Regions from separate parts of the Oryctolagus cuniculus genome. Here region 1 is linked to region 2. A link is a contact called in public Micro-C data. All regions are on one chromosome and are shown on one strand. Each heading gives the region's core, a stretch centred on a gene start, on an enhancer-like site or on the middle of the called end of the contact. The rest is flanking DNA. Distances are from core to core; before and after follow the strand shown. Region 1 holds the start of ALG14 (ALG14 UDP-N-acetylglucosaminyltransferase subunit). Region 2 holds the start of RWDD3 (RWD domain containing 3).

Region 1 (2,700 bases), core at 11-2,510, 140 kb before region 2:
CACTTGATTGTATAGAGCACACTTCTACTTATAAAACAGTTTAGTGTAAAGCAGTAGCCCTATGATGCCAACAGCAGCTTCATACCTCTCATGTTTACTGAGTCTCGTGATGGCATCATTTTCTCTGGTGCTTAATTTAATCTCATGTTGTTCTGTTCACCATGGCCTTAGGAGCAATAAGCTATGCCATACACGAGAAGGTATTTCAACATAATGGAAAAAGGGAATTCAACTCCATGCACAGTTTTTCTTTCTTTCTGTTTTTTTGTTTTTTACAATCGCAGTCATATTCCAAGAACTTATGTAAGACCCATGGTGTATGGACACCATGAAATCTACGTGTATAGTAAGGCTATGCCTTATGGACTGGTGTAAGCACACTGCCTGCACAAGGTCGAAATCGCCATCAGGATGCCTTTCTCACAACGTAAGCAACCCACGGTTGTCTATACTCTTGCCCAAACTGTCCACTTAATGATGTGAGCATCGTCAGAGCCTGTAGACGTGGACTCCACCACCTGACAGGCCAGCGGTCTGTTAATCATACTCTGCCACCCGGGGTGTCTTGTTCTACGGTCGGTGGATACTTGTATTTATCCTCGCGGATTTTGTAAATTTTGTAAATGTTACTATTTACGTTATTCGTGTTTCCTAAATACAAAATGACTACATTAGTAATGCGCAGCAGCCATTGAGGGAAACTACGTAAGCTTCAAAAGGCTTCAGCGTTCTCTCTGTTCACTAATAATTTACTCGAAAAAACAATGTTATCCAGAGGTCTAATTACACCCAAGCGTTAAGTTTCTTAAGACTTGTCATTAAAACACGACTGGGCCGCGTCGGCAAACTAGCATTTTGCTGTGGCCGGGAGGCCGGTTCCGGTTACGCAAAGAAACTACAAAACCCAGCATGCAACGCTCAAAGCAGCACTGAGGGGAGCACAGAATAGCGTCGCGGTGTACTCTGGGGTTTGTAGTGAAGGACACAAACCCGCCCTCCACCGCCCCGATACTTACCGGATCCAGCCACTACTACGAGACTGAGAGACTCTCGGGGCGTAACGCCCCGGGAATGAAGCACTACCCATAGTCGCAGGACTAGGAAGACCACCACAGCTCCTGCCGCTGCAGCTAAACTAAGAACCCACACCATGCGAACGGAAAACGCATGCGTGCTAGACCCTGGCGCCAGCGGGTAAAGTTCACGGCTACGGGCGCCGAGGAGACTCAAACGCGGAGCGTCGCACCTCCTGTGGGCTGGGCTTGAGCGAGGGGGCGGAGTCACGGTCCAGAGGGAACGCCGACCTCTGTGCACCTCTGCGGTGCACTCCCCACGGCTACCGCTCATCCTAAACTAAGCGGAAATTCGAGAAGTCAGGAGCTGCAGTTTGAGTTCTGCCCGCGACGAGGTCAGGCCGCCTGTGCGCCCTAAAGACCCCGAAGCTCCCAAATTGGGAGATGTTCCAGCTTTTCCCTGAGGCTAACGGCATCCATGGCTGCTTTTTTTCTTTCTTTCTTTCCTCATGTGGAACGATGTATTTATGTTGCACGTACAGACATTACTGAAAGTGTTTGACAGTAAAAGTTACCCTGGGGGCAGAGGAGTATTGAGACTGAGCGCTCGTCCAAACTCTCTTTTCCCCAACAGGCAGGTTTTTAGCGTTTGCAGGAGTTCCCCAGACCTCAGTCCATGTGACCAGAGTAGTTGAGGTGATCTCGAGTTATGCCGTGTTCCTGAGAGCAGAGGAAGCTCCGTGGCGCATGGAGAAGGCAATAGCCCTGCAATTAACATTCCGTTCATTTTACCTCAGAGCGTTCCCAGTTTGTTCTTCGTATCCTCGGCCAGGAAGATGATTTGTCAAGCGCCGCTCCAATCTGTGTTTTGCTTATTTTTATGTCTACTTAATCCACATTACAGCAACAGGAAAATACTGAGAGAAACCCCCTCGCTGCAAGTGTAATTGGCCGTCAGTGCCCTGTAGACCTGTAGGTTAGGTGGTTCAAGGATGCAGATAGATAAGCAGGTCCAGAAAGGTGCAGCAGCTTCGGGCGGAATAGTGGCCGATCCGGAACTGGAAATCAGAAATCCCAACTCCCGCTCACAGGAGGATTACGTAGTGTATTTCTTTCCTAAATTCAAGTTCGCCTGATGGTCCTACTTATCTGTGTCCTAGACTGTGTTTTCGAAAGTAAGGATGCCCAGAGTCCGCTAGGAAGCTACAGAATTAGTCTCCAGGGGAGGTGCCTGGGATCAGCTTAAATGAGTGCATTCCACCAAGTTTATGGGAAAATGGAATTGAAAGATAAGTTTATTCGATGCCAAAAAAATTTTTTCTGCATAGTGTTTTCAAAGTATACATTTTCCATGAACTTTTTAAAACCCTTCATATCACCAGCGTACCAACTCCTATCAGCAGGCACATTTTTGGAAGACTTTGTGGGTGTATCCTTTTCTGGCTCACGGACCTCACAGCACTTTCCGTATTTAGTCTTCTGGCAAATCTTCTTAACCCTATGTTCTCACAGTAGGCTCACACTGATGTCTGTTAGCGGTTCCAGAAATTAACATCCACACAGGGCAATCCCCAGAGCCAAAAAGGAGATTATTTCGTCATTCAGTCTTTTTCTAATATCAAGGAACCTTTTTGAGTCCCTAAATACACACTTTTTTTTTTTTAAAGATTTATTTATTTATTTGAGA
Region 2 (2,700 bases), core at 52-2,551:
TTTTTTTTGTTTGTTTGTTTTTAAACAAATTGGTCACATCAGAGATAATTATGAGTTTAAATAAACCTTCTCTTTCCAATTATGTGCACAGCAGTGCTGCTAATTACTTAGGGTCACTGAAATCCCATGGCATCCTCAAACCATTCTCTCTGCAGGCCATGTTGTCAGATTTCCTTTCTATTCTCGGAAACCCAGTATCATTTCCCTTTTCAAATCCCTCCACACCCCCCCTTTTTTTTAACCACAGTGAGAATGATGATGATGATGTAACATGGATTTGGAGTCCCCAAATCAGCCAAGTTTGTTCTTCCGGCTTCCACAGGTCAAAATCAGGAGAAACTGAGTAGCCACTTTGATTTATCGCTTGAAATACTGTTTTTGATATAAACAAAATTACGGGACCTCCCGGAGCAGGGCCAGCTGCTTTTAGGGCTGCAACATTTGAAATCGGTACTTGGGAAGAAGGAAAAAAAAAAAAAAAAAAAGGATAAGCCACGCACGCTGGAAAGCAGGAGCTCCCATCAGCTCGGGGCCACGCCTGCACACGGTGGGTTTCCAGCTCTGTAACCCTATTAGCATGGCTCAGATCCCTCCACTCAGGTGCTGGGGTCCAGGAGGCTCATCTTCACTTTAAGCTTCAAGAGCCACAGTCACACACACTCATTGTGCTTTGCACGCATTGAGTATGACAAAATCAAAAACTCAGAGAAAGCAGCCTTTACTCTCCAGGACACCTCCTCCCCGCAACCCCACCAGGGCCAAGGAGCACCGCCGGCTGAACGCACCTGAGGAATGGGGGACGTTAGGACTTGGCGCACAGCTGCCCAGGAAGTCCAGGGCTGTCCCTTTTGCACCTGTTAAGGTTCCTGAGCCGGGACCCCCTCCAGGGCTCCAGGGCTCCAGGGTCTCCCCAACGCTTAGTGCAACCCCCAGCGGACAAGGGTCCATCTCATCTGCTGCTCATTTATTTTCCCGTTTGTTTTTTCTCTCCTATCCACCAAGTTCCTCTGGACCCTTGAGTCCCCAGCCCAGCAGAACCTAGGCAGGGCATGGGTCTGGGGGGTGTGTTGCAAGCATGGAGCTGAGACTTTGCTGGGAGACCTCTCTCGGCAAAGGAGAGCCGCGAGCGAGCCAGGCGATCTTCGCAGACCCAGGTGTGGGGCTTCAGAACTCACAGAGAAAGCCCAACCCAAGGGGCTGAAGCTAGCGTCTGGAGTCCGGAGCCGAGGTCTGGGGCGGGGCTTCTGAACGTGGCCGCCCCGCCCCCGTCGCCGGCTGCGGTGGCCAGGGGCGCCCCCCCGTGGCCGCTGGGTCGCACTGCTCAGGCTCGCAACGGAACGGGAAGTGCCGAGCCGGCCGGGCTGCGCGGCCATGGCAGAGTCGATGCAGGAGGAGCTCTCGGCCTTGGCCGCGATCTTCTGCGGGCCCCACGAGTGGGAGGTGCTGAGCCGCTCAGGTGACTACCCTCGCGCGGGCGGGACGAGGCACCCTCCGGACGGGGCCTCCCTCTGCCTTCGCCTCTCCACCGCTGAGCGTGGGCCCGCAGCCGGGGGCGCGGAGAGTCAAGTCCGGAGGAGGGATGCGCACCCCGCGGGGCCTGCAGCGGCGTGGGAGCAGGCTGGAGGGGAGGCCCGTCTGCTTGTCCTGCGGGTCTCACCTGAAATGGAGGCCTCTGGATAGCCCCTGCCCGCCCTGAAGTCCAGCACTCGCAGAAGGCTATGTGTCCTTCGTAAGCACTGTGCGTTACGCTGTGGAGACGGTTTTAACTCCACTAGTATTTGTGTACACAGTAGAGGTTTGTTGAGTGACTATTTTGACCCACCTGGTGCTCCAGTCCAGCCTGGTCTGCTTTGCGTTACCAAGTAGATTGCCTTGTTCGTACTTGTCTAGTGGGCGGGAACCGGGCTGCCGGTCACAGACTTTGGGGGGCGCCTTGATCCTTAAGCCCACGTGTGTTGAATTCTACAAACCTTGACCTGCATTGCCCTTTCGTGTAAGAGCTGATGGTCCAGAAAGGTTCTTTTGACTCATTTTTTTAATAGTCTGTTCCCATGAGAAAGTACAGTGATGCAAATAGTTCTGAACTTTATTTAGCTTTCTTTTGAAATTTATTTTTAATTTTTAAAAAAGATGTATTTATTTAATTGAGAGGCAGAGTTACAGAGAGCAGGAAGGACAGAGAGAGAGCCTCCATCCACTTGTTCACTCCCCAGGTGGCCACAATGGCTAAGCCTGGAGATCAGGAGCCAGGAGCTTCCTGCGGGTCTCCCACGTGGGTGCAGGAGCCTGAGGACGTGGGCCCTCCTCCACTGCTTTCCCAGGCCATAGCAGAGAGCTGGATCAGAAGTGGAGCAGCTGGGACTCCAACCTGGCCCATATGGGATCCCCCCACTTTCAAATATACTCTGCATTTGAGTAGGCATGGTATGTATCTTCTCATGTTGAAACCGGTATTGAAATTGTCCTTGTGAGCATGAATTGACTGCGCTTTAAGAAGGCAGTGTGCAATGAGGAGAGCCCCTGTGACTGAGAGAGTTCCCCAGTGTCCCTGTGCCATTATTCACCCACAGAGCAGGAGCTAGCCCCTTGTGGCGGGTTTCTTCTTGCAGTCACCGTGCATACACGTATACCGACTACTGTTACGTCCCAGGTACTGCAACCCTAGCCCTGTTCTTTCCAGTGCCCAGCCTGGCTTAGAGT

The links. A called contact is a pair of places that touch in the nucleus more often than the background predicts.
Region 1: a contact with region 2 is called in a Micro-C map of ear pinna, with 6 times the contacts expected there. The contact joins the promoter of ALG14 here to the promoter of RWDD3 in region 2. A contact is called at or near these places in 4 of 6 Hi-C or Micro-C datasets (ear pinna, embryonic fibroblasts, skin fibroblasts and 1 more).

Annotation. Positions count from the first base shown.
Region 1 is chr7:75,607,347-75,610,046 of mOryCun1.1, reverse strand. ALG14 (ALG14 UDP-N-acetylglucosaminyltransferase subunit) reads right to left here and starts at 1,260. Exons shown (of 4, transcript XM_002715847.5): 1 at 1,017-1,260. The coding sequence starts at 1,152.
Region 2 is chr7:75,463,897-75,466,596 of mOryCun1.1, reverse strand. RWDD3 (RWD domain containing 3) reads left to right here and starts at 1,301. Exons shown (of 6, transcript XR_011390142.1): 1 at 1,301-1,456.